Linked DNA regions of Drosophila melanogaster: region 2 is linked to region 1. The links are chromatin contacts, called in public Hi-C maps. All regions are on one chromosome and are shown on one strand. The core of a region is the stretch at or near the end of the contact, and the rest is flanking DNA. Distances in the headings are between cores, read along the strand shown.

Evidence for each region. A called contact is a pair of places that touch in the nucleus more often than the background predicts.
Region 2: a Hi-C map of the S2 cell line shows a contact between it and region 1, with 1.6 times the contacts expected there. The contact joins the promoter of CG14269 here to the enhancer-like site in region 1. A contact is called at or near these places in 6 of 107 Hi-C or Micro-C datasets (the Kc167 cell line and the S2 cell line) and 1 of 6 datasets of contacts at active chromatin or transcription factors (the Kc167 cell line).

Annotation. Positions count from the first base shown.
Region 1 is chrX:3,294,681-3,301,605 of dm6, forward strand. All of the region lies in intron 4 of dnc (dunce), which reads left to right. Among named protein-coding and RNA genes, the nearest start is that of CG10793, 18 kb to the right of the region's middle. Within about 2 kb of position 4,366, at least 18 of the 39 cell types and tissues checked have an H3K27ac peak or open chromatin away from gene starts, as enhancers often do. A contact at or near this core is called in the S2 cell line, where this site is marked.
Region 2 is chrX:3,431,300-3,438,224 of dm6, forward strand. It overlaps CG14269, which reads right to left and starts at 4,508. Exons shown (of 2, transcript NM_001272278.1): 1 at 4,414-4,508; 2 at 3,644-4,363. The coding sequence starts at 4,361. The coding sequence ends at 3,789. All of the region lies in intron 1 of CG12535, which reads right to left. All of the region lies in intron 2 of lncRNA:CR44999 (long non-coding RNA:CR44999), which reads left to right.

The DNA of each region.
Region 1 (6,925 bases), core at 3,116-5,615:
TGCTTATAATTGGATTTCCGCTGTGTGCTAAAGAGAGAGGGCTATACTAGAAGGAGAGGGCGCTACTCTGCGAGTGAGAGGGCATTAGGCGGCGGCAGCTGTTTGATGATGAATCTCAAGTCGCTGTCTCATTACAACTTTCAATTTCAATTGCTTCTTTCGCTTCTATTCGCCCTCTCGTTTTCGCATTATGCTTAGCATCTACGCTCTCACGCATGGCTCTTATTTTAGGCTACACCGCGAATAACTTTCGTATTTTTACGCCCGTTAATGTTGAATTATAAGTGTCTAGTTGTGCACCTTAAATTGCCACCTTAAGTTTGCCTATTTATTATGTTTGTATAGGAATTGTATTTGGAACATCGATAGAAGGCATGCTTTGAAGTTCAACAAGTATTTCGCTCAGTGCAATAGCCTCCTCTCGCTCGCACTCCCAGCTGTTGGCGCCTGGCTCGCCTTCGCCTCAATTCGAATTCGTTATTCGCCTCGCTTCGTTCGTTTTTCGCCGCCAACTGCTCTGCCGGCGGCGACAGCGACGCCGGCGCAGGGTCTCGTTTTCGCTTTCGCTTCGCATCGTTTTCATCGTTTTCATCGTCTCCGTCATATAACAACGTTCGCCGTTCGCTCCGCACACACAATTTGCGTTAAAAAAAAAGTTCCGCAAAATCGCAATTCGCGAAAATCGTGCACAATTCGTGAAACGGTAAAAAATCGGTCGAAAACCGCGGATTAATCTGGAAAAATCAACAAAATATATAACGGGCGAAAGCGAAGTGTGTGCATAATATTAAGGCGAAGAAGAAGAGGAAGAGAGAAAGAGGACGCGGTGCAAAAGGAGGGAAAATGGGATGAAAAGCACAGTTCCAAAAGGCGAAAACAAGTGGAACAGACAAATAAACAAAACAGCGAAGAAGAAGAAGAGAAGACACAGAGTGAGAGGGAGAGAGAGAGACAGATAGGAGAAGAGCGAATTTCAGGAAGAGAGCGGCAGAGCAAACTTGTGCATAAGTAACAAAAACAACTCTAAATAAGTTGAAATCACACAACAATAACAAATCAGAAATTAAACCAATCAAAACCAATAATAAAGTGTCCTAAAGTACATAAATTTATTAACTTTTTTTTTTTAAGGACACAATTATGTAGGTGATAAATTAAACCAAATATGTTGATACGAATTGATTAGGAAAATGTGAAAGCCTAAGGTAACGCAAACAGAAAACAAAAAAACTTAATTAATTGGGAAAAACAAAATGCCGAAAAGAATCGCAGCAAATAGAAACAAAAAAGGCCACCCAACCTCTGGCAAATTTTAATGTTTTCAATTAATTGCTGCGGCCCAGTTTAAAAGTGGCGATAAAAAACCAAAAGCGCCAAAAACAAACAAAAAAAAAAAAAAAACATTTTTTCGCCGGCCGCATAAAACGGCTCTGACGTCTGCGTCGACGTCGGCAGAGCAGCGACTGTTGATTTTTATCAGCGCAACAACTGCGAACCGAAAAAAAATACAAAACTCACACAAGTAAATGAGAAAAATCTTGTTAAGAGGACATATTTTTTTTTATGTTTAGAATCGAGCATAGGTTTTGTTTTGGAACGATGTATGGAATATGAAACGAGTTTAATATGAATGTACACATGTGTTCATTATTACATGTTTAACTTAGCAGTGCAAGGATTATTTTCAAGTGTATGTACTCCAAGTTTGAAGAGAGAGTTTCATGATGGGTTGCTTCTGCTCCAGGCATCAGTTCGTTCGTTCAAGACTCTATGACCTTGAACTCCAAATGACAACATTTGGAGATATGATCCACGTTGTGTTGTATTGATCGTTTTTGAATAACGCGAAACTTTCGATTTCCATTGAATGTAGTATACTTATCATATATATACTTATGTCTCGAGTTTTTGATTTTATTTTCATTTTCAACTAATTTGATATCATCTTATTCTTCCTCTCTACTTCTGTTGTGCATTCAAACGAAAACGAGAACGAAAATCAAATCAAATCAAATTGAATTTTCAGCTCCCGTTTTCCACTGAATGGGGATCCTTCAGACATCTCCTCCTACCTCTGCCCGCCCACCCCCCTCCCTCCCTTGCTGCGACGTTGCCACTTTTCACTGCGAAAAGTCTAACTCCATCGGCCATCGCGCGTTGATTTCTTAAATGTAATTTACCACGGGTCCGGCTTTCGGATCCGTTTTTCCTTCCCGACTCCCTTGGTTCCCGATTTTGCCGCTTTCCTGGTTTTCCCGACCTTCACGTGCCACGCCCCCAACATTTATTCCTATTTATTTGCGAGGCAAAATTCTATTTGCTGCTTGGCTTGGCCGAAGCAAATCGAAATCAAAGCGAAAATTGTAAACAAACGGGTCGCTGAAAATCCGGAGTAAACATTCTGTTTTGCATAAAGTCCAACAACTTTCGGCTTAAACAAATCAAAAGTTTCCAGTTGAAACCGAGAGAAAACACAAAGTTCTTTGAGAAGCCTACATTCTCACACTCGCCGAAGTGAAACAGAAAATAATCAAGAACTGCGTTCCATTTTTCTTTGAATATTTCTTTATCACGATGCTATCTATTTTAAGATACGCTCTATTCTTTTCCACAAATATTAAAATTTAAAGTTAAAACCAAATTATTTAGGATGTGTTTTTAGAAAGCTCTGTTTTCAAATGGAACGTTGAATAACATTCTGCTTTGTCACACACACAAAATGGGCAATAATTCCAAGTCGTACTTCTAGTCACGTATCGGCTATTAATAAACCGCCGAGACAAGCCACGGAATTCCGAAGCGTCTTGGTGCCCCAACACACAACTCACTCACCCTTTCTGCAGCCTCGCTGATCGTGCAGTGGTTATATTTTTATGGCCATGACTGTGCGACGCTTTATGCAGTTGCTTTGGGCCTATCAAAAATCTTATGAAGCTATTTGAAGTCTATAAATAGTTGCAATATGGGCTGATTGCATTTTTATGCTCGCAATGCACTGTGCAAAAAAACTAACTGCTTCGAGGTATTTAATACGAAATGCTCGGGAATGTACATAGATTTGTGACCGCCACTGTCACACTACACTACACAATCGCATGGTTGGAAAACCAAAAGGGCAAAGTTCAAGTGATCGGGTTGGATCAGATGCGATCTGATTTCGATTCCAATTGATTCGATTGGATCGCTTTGTTTTGTTTGGCGCCGTCTGAGTCTCTTTAGACTTACCGAGATAATCGACGGTGTTTTCTTGACTTTTATGGCTAACTGTAGTGGCCAATTGTTGCTGTAGCTGTGGCTTTCCATTTAGCATTTCAATATTGATTTATGGCCGCGAGTGTTATACAGATTTATGGCTAATATGTGTCCCAGCGATTGTTTTGGTAGCTCCAAGTTTTTGGCTTCTCGAGAGGTTTACTAGCGCTATCTCGCTTTAGCCATAAATCATGCTGAAGTGTGCTTAGTGGGTTAAGCAAAAAACAGAGAGCGAGAGAGAGAGAGAGAAAGAGAGAGGGAAAAGACAAAAAATGCAAAAGGAAGGGGTGTGAGCTACTTTCGTCACTCGAATTACTCTGACGATAAGCCATTATCTAATTGATAGCAAATTGCTGACTGATGTAAACGATTGAGGGCCGCTCGGTGTCGGACATTTATTTGATTGATTAATTGATTGATGGCTGGATGCACTCAGCTGTGATTGACTAAGCCGATGGGGGGGATCTTCTACGTGTTAGTTGTGCAGGGAGAGAAATAAACTGCGATATTCGATTAAAGCAAGCTGGTTAGATTGAAAACACTTAACTTCAATTTGATTCGAAGTGCATTTTCGAATATCAAATTAATGCACGATAATTTGCCTAATAGAAAGATTGTTCTATTTTCAATGCATTGCAAGAACTCCCTGGAAGTTCTTACAGTGTGTGTGCGTGTACCGACTTTTTAATGTAGTTTTATGCGATGATTTATTGGCCAATTGCATTATCATGCCGTCCTCTTTTTGCACGCACTGTGTGGTTGCAGATTTATCGATTTCGTTTGGCGGTTTTCCAGTTTGCTTCTAAAAGTCTGACTCCCTGACTCCCTACTCCGCGTGCCGCAAACGAGTTGCCGTCTCTTTCTGCGATGTGTGCGTGAGTTAATTTAAGCCCCTTTTTTTTATTTTTTATTTTTTTTTTTGCCCCCCTCTTACGAACCATAAATTTTGTATTTATTGATTTTCATTTATGCTTTCCTTCCTGCTAAACAGCTGCTACACTTTACGACCCATCCAGCGCCCAATTCGCATCTTCAATCTCCATAACGGTAAGCAATGGGAATCTGTATACCCGTCGCTCTCTAGTGCCCATGTGTCCGTCTCTTTCTCGTGGAGCAATTACGTGTTGTATGAAGTTCACCGCAAGCACTCGCCGCCCCTCTCTCTCTATCTCTCTCTTTCGTCTTTCTATCGTTTGAAAAGGCCCCCTCGTTGTTGGGTAGTTTCTCAATTTTTATGCTTCTCATTCCATCGGCAAATAGGGGAATCCGATTGGGGCGACGAGGGGTTAAGAGGTTTGAGGTTATGTTATGGGCTAGGTGATAAACTTTTCGACGCGCGCTAATTGGATAACTCAAAAGTTTTGATTAATTCGATGCGATAGCTGCTTGCGAAAGGTCGCAGGGGAAACAAAAAGTTTAAAAGCAAAAGGCATCAAAAGCAGCAAACGTTTCGAAAGGTCAAAACTATTTTCAGACTAAGAGATTAGGAGAAAAGGATATACATGCATTATTTATTAAGAATTTGGTATTTATTAAGAAGTTGGTATTTTATATTTTTACGATTCTATTTAATTCACCTAATTGATAGCTCTATTCTATTGATTTCCTTTCTATATCATTGCATCGTTTTTTTCTGTACTTCTGTACCCTGGCTAAAATCGCCTCTTAAGTGCTTTGAAGCACTATTTACATTGAAAATTCCTGTGCATGTAGAATTTATCCCAACATTCTTCGAGCAGACGCAGCAGGAGCAATAATTGCAAAATGCCAGGAAAAGCCGTTAGGGAAAATGCGAAAGAAAATGTGCGGTTCAAAGCATGTGTGTGTGTGTGTGCGTGAACTCATAAGCGTGGTAAAATAAGTAGGCGTCCTGTCTATGTAATCATGGAACACACATAATTGAACCAAATCAAATTGAAAATATTTAAGAAAATGTTTGGGCATTTTTTTTTTTTTTTTTAATCAAGTGATTTGGCCAGAATGCTTCCTGTTGCTTCTTAAAAAAATTAACAAAAAATAATAAAGAAAAAACTAGGTCGCCTGCTCGCTCCACTTGTGTACATTCCCCATATCCTTGGCGGAATGAGAAATTTATGCGCAGGTGGAAAAGAAAGTTTGCATTTTTTCTCCATTTGCGTGTGTGTGTGTGTGTGTGTGTGTGCTTCTGCTGGGGAGCCATAAAACTGTTTGCGGAATGAAAATAAATCGTCCGGGGGCATAAAAAAGAAAGATCATTTTGGAAACGAAGAGTGGTATTAAAGGAATATTTAAATAGGAGCCAAAACAGTCTTTAATCGCGTTCAAGGGCCTATTGTTAATTAACTTTTGAAACGGATATATTTGAAAAGTATTATATACTTGCACTGGGATATATGGATTTTAATTTCCGTTTTCCGTCACATGTTGCCTGGAAAATCCACATCAACGTCAAAGATTTGTGCGGATGTGTCTTTGTCTCTGAGAGACATTGACATTGAAATGCAAAGTAAATGTAAATGCTAAAATCATAAAATGCCACATCACATATCTATTGATATAAAAACAAACCTTTGTTGAATCCATTGTCACAGACATTTCTTTGCTACCGAATCCATAAAACTAGATTTTGATAAATTTCCTTGTTAGCCGCCATTTCACTACTTGGCTGTTTTTTTTTTTGTTTTTTTTTTTCCACCCGTCTTCATGATCGTTATAAAATTGGTTGCCCTCATATCTGCAGCCAACAACGCTGGGCTTTTACAATCTAGAGAATGGAATGAACTTGCTAGACAAGCGACGCAATTTACAGAACCCCATTTATGAACCTGGTCTGAGTTTTATGATTGTGGAAAAACCAAACCATAAGCCAGCCCCCCCCCCCCTATAAATGCTATTTATAAGGTCTGGAGAGTCGAGCCGAGAGAGTTTTTCGATGACTGGGGCCATATTATGAATTTGATTTCCTTTTTTGTGTTTTGAAATCTGTTCTAGAACTTTAATAACATGCTTTTGTATATTTTATCGCGCGATATATTCACACTTAAACTATTCATTTAGAAATTGTTTGTTTAGCGTTGATATATGTAGTAACGTCTCAACATTTTGCGGTTATTTATGCACCCGAAGCCATTATTTTAGAGGTAAAATTTGTTTACCAACTGCGAGGCACGATTACGATTATTGTTGAACCAATTTTGCGAGGGCCCAATTAGCCGGGCTCATCGGCTGCCGTTTTACGATCCGATCCGAGTTAATTGCCCGATCTTTATGGCTTAATGACCGATCATTTCTGCTATATATCTGTTGCCCAATATACAATTACCGATATGGCGTGGCGCGATGCAATTTTGTGTGAGTCTAGAACCTTTTGAGCGCAACTGTACCATTTTGGGGGGAATATCAGTCTGTGCTAGGGAGCAACAACTGTCACTCTAGTTGCTTGTTTGACTGGTGGGAAAGCAAAACACATTTCCATTTGCCATTTCCCTCGTACTCTTGTTTTCTTTGGCCCTCTGTCTGCTATTTTTTTTTTTCCTTTTGCCACTGCCAGTGCTTTTGTCTTTGAGCCAAAGTTGTTTGGCAAAACTTTTGCACAGCAGCCAAAGCAAAGTTCCACTTTTTGGTCCTCGCCACTGGTTTTTCTCTTCCTGGGTCAGGAAGTATTTTGAAATTGCATAAAGTCGCTTTCAGAGCC
Region 2 (6,925 bases), core at 3,258-5,757, 140 kb after region 1:
AAAAATTAGGCATTTTTATGGACCATCAAAATTAGATTTAATCTGCAAATAAGCTAATGGCCATCGAAAAGTGTTTTAAAACCTAAATGCATGTATGCTAATTTAAGCATTTGAGAGGCTCGTCTGCCAAAGAGAAACCTAAAACTATTTCCAGAAAAATTTAAGCAAAGTCGGTTCGGCATTCTTAATGTGACAATCGTGGCGAGATAACTAATTTAATTAATGCATAACCATAATGATTATTTTCGTAATTATATACACACAGCCGATGAATATGCAAGCGCGAGATGAGATGAGATATATGTATATATGTATGTATAAAACTGGATATATCTATGAAACGATAAAGTGATAAAACTCGTTTGCTAACTGTGGCCAACTAATGACGAACCAAGTTTAGGCCAACTTGGCGACAGGTGCAGGGCCCAACCCAAAAAAAAAAAAAAAAAACTCCAATAATCATGACGTCATGTTCATCATAGACATAGATACACGCAGAGAAAATGTGCATACATCTGCCATTTGCAGTTAATATGAAAGTGAAATATTTAATTTTTCATTATGTCTATAATTTTTTCTACATTTATAAGCTAGTACATTTATCTTCAAAAATAGGATTTTTTTATTTAGTAAAATCTATGAAATGTGAAAATTTTCTGTAAGTGCAAATTTATGCATATTTTGTAGTGCGGCCAAATGAAATGGGCATTCAGATATGAATTAAGTTTAATCAATGCAAATGAGTTGCACTAATTTAGCAACAAGTTTTCGGTATCAGTTATCTTAACTTCCTAGTTTGCCCGGCACAGTGTTCCCTCGTTAACAGGTTCCTCATAATGAGCTAGGGAAATGTTTGTTAACTCGAACTCGAACCAAGTGGAGATCGCAATTAACAACTTATTATTGCCGAACTTAAGTCGTTTGCTAATTTTTAAGAGTATTTTGATCTGTGCTCTCTCATTTCTTAGCTGGAAATCAACGTTCAAGGATCAAAACGTATAGAACGCATATCACAACAACTTGGGTCCAAAGATCTCGAGAAAATGTGATTCATTGGCGCGCTGTGTTACAAGTTGATTCGAATTTCTTAGAACCATTTCGAGTTGTTTTGTTCTGTTGCGGATATCTGATTCATCGTTCTATGCAGCAAAATATTAGCGTATATGTAGATATCATTCGGATATTTACAATTCCATAGAAATATGCCTGTTATGCCTACGGATTAATAGGAAATAGTTTGGACTTAAACTAAAAGTTCAAGTTGTAACGCAGCTTATGTATGAATAAAGAATGAATGTGGTAAATGAATTATGGCCATTATCGGATCTATTTAACCGATTGCCGGCCCAGAAAGTACAATGCATCATCGAATCGGTCAAGTTAGTTGACCCACATCATTCGCTGCATTGCCATTCCATTCACAATTCACAAAACCATCTAAAGTATATATCGTGCGTATATATATCCACAGTATGGTTGCCCCATTCCACTTGCAATTGCCGGCTTGTCGGCATCGTCGTGATCGGACAATCAATTTAGCTGCATTCGTCGGTAGTTCTGCGAATCGAGTGATTCACTCGGGTATATATGTATGTATATAGTGTAGTAGTATATTATGTCGTTCACATCATTCATACGAATGCAGGTCTAGTTTTTTTTTTGCTCTCTCCCACGCCATCGTAGTATCTGAAATGAATGTGTCTGAGTTTGAGTCACTTCGGCTGTAACGGGTTTTTTTTAGCACAGCGAGAAAATATTGCTACTACGCTGGATTTGAAAAGATGCAATAAAATGTTTTCGTTATTGGGCAAATCCCCTACTACTGCATTATATACTGTAATTGAAGTTTTCTAAAATTCAGATCACTTTCGCTCAATGCAGCTGCCAAATCATTTCGCAATGATATTGATTTTGCCAGTGCAAATAGAGCTGTGATTTCTGAGCCGCGTTTTTTTTGTTTTTTTTTTTTGTGTACGCACAATATTTGAACGGCGACGCCTTTCGTGGTAATTTAAATCATTTTGTGTACACAGTTTGTTAAGATTCGTAAACAAATCACGTCAAACAAAAAATGCGCAAGCGCAGCTTTTTTTGAATTTCGCGCCGTCGCCCAAAGCACATGCATACGGATAAAGATGCAGATACGGATCGAGTGCGTATATATATATATATATATATATATATATATATATATATATATATGTATATATATAGGGCGATATGTATGGTACATACATACATAACGAAAGATGTCGGTGGCGTTGGCGTCGACCCGCACCGTTGACCGTTTCTTTTTGAACACATTGGCTGGCGCATTCATTAAAGATACATGTGGCGGCAAGTAGGCATATTCAATTTACGCTCATTTGGATTTTGGTATCATAACATGCTCTGAGTATTAACTTTAACTTTTGGGATTGCAATTTGAGGACATTCCAATTCTACTGCTCATTTCTGGCTAGCATCTTTGGTACACTGTTTACAAAAAAAAAAAAACTTTATCTTCGAGGGTATGTCTGGTGCGTATCTCTGGGCCATTTCATTTTGTGGCCTCTGTGTTCCATTTCGCATTCATTAGCTGTATTTCGCATTCGCACTCTTTCCGTCTCTCCAATGTCCGCATTCATTTTGCATGCATCGTTTTTTTTTTTTTTTTTGTTTTTGCTTAACGTATTTTTGCCTTTTTCTTTTCTTTTTTTTTTTTTAATAAACACGCCAATACAACTACGCAAAAGCTGCCGGCAAAAATAAAATGAGAAAAATAAGAGGAGACATTCGCCAATGCCGGCCGGCTTTTTTAACCGACTGAGTCACTCGCTCTGCAGGTTTTTGAACTTGCGCAGTCACATTCGGTGTACAATATTCGTCTCGATGCAATAATATTCTTGGCTTCTATGTTCTTATTGAATTTGTGCGAATTTTGTGATTGGTTTTTTTTGTTGCATTTTTGTAAAAATGGATGTCTGTTGAATACAGCTAGTCCCTTGAAATGCAAATGACGACATGATTAGCGCCAAAGGGGGGGTATATAACCGATCTCCGATCTCCGAACGCTCAGAGCCATCATAAAAACCTGGCAACGGGGTCCCGCAACTGGCAATTAATTAAAATGCATAAATTATTAACCATTCGCCGAGTTCGCAGCTCTTTTCCGCTGTTTTTTGTTGTTTGGTTTTAATGGCCCCGGTATTTTAGCATTTAGCCTACGAGATTGACGCGTCCCGGCTCCCAAAAGTAGGCCACATTTATTTGGTCATGTCCTTGACTCGCTCCCGGAAATACAGACATATGTATTTCCCGGTTCTTATCAACTGGTTGGGATATTATTTTAAATGAATTTTTGATTTTTGCTGGAAGAACAAAATCCATTTATGATCATGCATCTTGGTATTTAAGTGTATATATTAAGAGCACGTCCATCTTAACTCAAGCCTTGTTTTTTCATTTTTTTTTTTTTGGTTTTGAATGGGGATCAGCTCATTTGGCTCATTTGGCGCTCGCCGCTGACGTTGTAAATTGAAGCTAAAATGTTATCCACAGCTGGATCTCTCTGGATCTTTGGATGATGGAGATCGTGTGCTGGCGCTGGCGACAAAAAGGGGCAGACAAAAGAGAGATGTAGACACTTAAGTTTTTTGGTCGTGCTGCGAATGTGACAAAACAATTAATGTTTATTTTTGCATTTTAATTTGCCAACATTAATTGCAAGTTTATTGAGCTGAAAGCCAACGAACCTAACCGCTGGCCTTGAATGCGGATAGGTTATATTCTGGGAGGTCTATTGGTCTTCATTTCGCCGAAAGGGTCATCGTCATCAGTAGGACAAACATGGAGTGGGCCAGTAGGGTGAATTCGGCACCTAATCCCTTCCAGTAGTAGTCGAGAAAAGCGGAACCGTATCGAGCACCAAAAGCGATGGCAGCCAAGATGCCGTACATATTATTCGACTCGTTGACGCCCAAAAAGAGCATGGACACAACGTTGCCCAACAGTGTTAGTTCCTTAAGGGTCTCCGTTACGGTATCCTCGGTGTCAACCACTTTGGCCAACATATCGTAGACTAATGGCACCACAAAACATGTGTGCGCCAAAGCCAAGCCCGGATTGGTGGACTTCAGATACAGCTCCATATTGGTCAGGGGCAGCGGTACTATCTCCATGATGCCCGACGTAATCAATCGCACCCGATTGCATTCGTCATCGTCGTTGCTCGCCGCTCGCACCATTCCCAAAATTCCATGGACCAGGCTCAAGGCCGCTGTTGCATAGCCATAGGGTGTTTCCATTGGATGGAGAGTGTAGATCGCATAGCCGGAACTGACCACCAATAGGCTGTTAAACAATGCGTCCATGACCAGCATAACTAGTTTTCAATTCAATTAGTGCGTTCAAATCTGTTACTCTTCAACTGACCCTTCTGACATAGTTTGTCCCCTCTGATTTTCGATTTTCGATTTTCGAGAGCGACGAAACGAACGAAAAATTTTGAGCTAGTCAACTCGCTTTTAGCCCATTTGACAGAAGTGGCAAAGCTAACCTAACAGCCTGCTAAAAACTTAAGAATCAGCTTGAAGTCATAAGCTATAATGGCTAGATCGCCTAAGATGTCAGTATGATAAGTACATACATAAATATATGGTCTAGTCGGAGCTCTTGCTCGCTCGTCTTCAATGGGCTCGCTGGGATGCGATGAACCAGACCGGTCAACTTCTCATCTGGCTGAGCACAGAGCAGCGAGCACCTAGCCCAATGTCCCCGTTGATTTATGGCATCAAGGGTGGGCAGCTTAATCCGCTCGCATCCACCTGCAATCCACCTGCCGGCGGCAGATGGCTCAAAGTCTCGTGACTCCGGGCCCAAAGTCCAAAGACTTAGGGCCCCAGACGATTGAAAACGGACCGGGGACCACAACCACAAGCTCGCTTTAATTATTAATTTAAATCGCACCGTTTATATGATAAAGACACTGGGACGTGCCGTTGAGCATTAGTGCATGTTGCAAGTGAAGTGGCAAGTGCAACAGCCGAGCCAGGAGCGGATCAGGGGCCAAGTTGCAAGTTCTATCTGTAAAGAGCAATCATTTTGTTTGTTCAATTGCAATTATCAACTTTACTTGTTTTACTTCTATTCTATTTCTATTGATTTGATCATAAAATTCTCACAATCATAACGCTTGAGAATATAAAGTATATATAGTTTTGAAGATATCGGTAGCCCGATTCGCTGAACCGCTCCTCATTTCAACTACACTGAGTGGCGTGACGAAAGTTGTTGCTCGAGTGCCTCCCCCTTTGCAAAACTCGCCGCTGACCCCGGCTACGCCCCTTTTTGGGCCCCCACCTCTGTTCGCACAGACAATATATACATATATATATATATATACATATGACCAGTATGAAGTCTGCAGGCGAGCTCTGCAAGCGTAAAAATATAAAAAGTGCCGCAAGTGCAACAAGTGAAATATGAAAATACGAAAAAAAAAGCCAGAAGTGCAAGTGCAGGCAACTCGGCTCAGACACTCAATTCATAATTAATCAGGCTCTTTTTTCCACTTTCTGTGGCAAGCTTAACACTTCCCCTGGCCACACTGAGCAAAAAAAAAAAACAGTTACATTCGAGTAAAGTATGCAGTGTTGTATAGGGCCTTTTAAATCTGCTTTTTTGCCTTTTGACATTTTCCCTTCGTTACGAATACTGCTCAATGTTGGGAAATTAGAGTCCCGTTTTTTCTAGCAGTGCAGAGACAACCCTCGACCCTCGACGGACTTTCCTGACTGTACGTATGAATACTGCTCAATGTTGGGAAATTAGAGTCCCGTTTTTTCTAGCAGTGCAGAGACAACCCTCGACCCTCGACGGACTTTCCTGACTGTACGCCAAGGTTGAGCGAACATTCGTGATCCGGATCTGGCGGGGAATAGACCGTACCATAAGCAGGCCAGACCATCGCAAAGACGCTCTCCGCAGATTGCAGCTGGCTTTGAGCCCGACTTTTTGGGTTCCGTTCTGGGCCAGTTTACTTTTCACTTGCGGACTTTTTGTGGCTCGTGTGGCAGCCAAGGCGCAAAGGCCTATTGATTTATGGCCAACTCGGCGCCCCGGCTAATCAGCGGCATTTGCATGCAGATCGCAAGTGGATTTTTGGCCAAAATGTTTAATGAGGAACGCACCGAAGACAAAAAAGAAAAAAAAAAAACAGAAAAAAACCTGCGTGGCCAAATATTTTCCGGCTAACAAAACCATACAAAATTGAAACGGGCCAAACAAAAAATCGACAAATGCAAATGAATAGTGAAGTCGAGTAGTAAATACTCTTCTTTTTGTGTCATTATCATTACATAATAATGATCTAATTGCCTTAACAGTTGGGCAATATAATCTTCAACATTCACAAAGACTAGTGAAAATTCGTAGGTATAATTTGTAAATTGCCAAGAATTCTACGAGTTTGTAATCGTCGCAACACAGATACTCCTTTTAATTAGAGTATCTGCAAAGGAGACGCCTCGACCAAATTGATCGCGGCAGTCCACAAAAAAAAAAAAGTGCGTGAGCGATGCGCAAATATTTGGCCGGAGTTTTTGGAAGTGAAATAAATGAAATGAGTTGCGTTTGGGGCTCTCGAGCTGCTTGAAATGCGCGCCAGAAACCCTACGCACTTCATAAATTATTTAACAGCTGCCCTGGCCAATTTCTTGGGCGCTTTTCGAGTTGCTTCCATGTGGGTCTCGTTGATGGTTCAAGGGGGTTTGCGAGGTGCGGTGGCCAGCGGAAGGGGACCAATTTTAATTGCCGGCTACACGACAATGACAACACACCACCGCACGCACTTTTTGGAGGCCGATCATCGAGTCAGAAATCAGAAATCAAGACCCAAAAAAAAAAAAAAAAAATGTGAGCCGCAGCAGCGAATCAGAAATGTGCG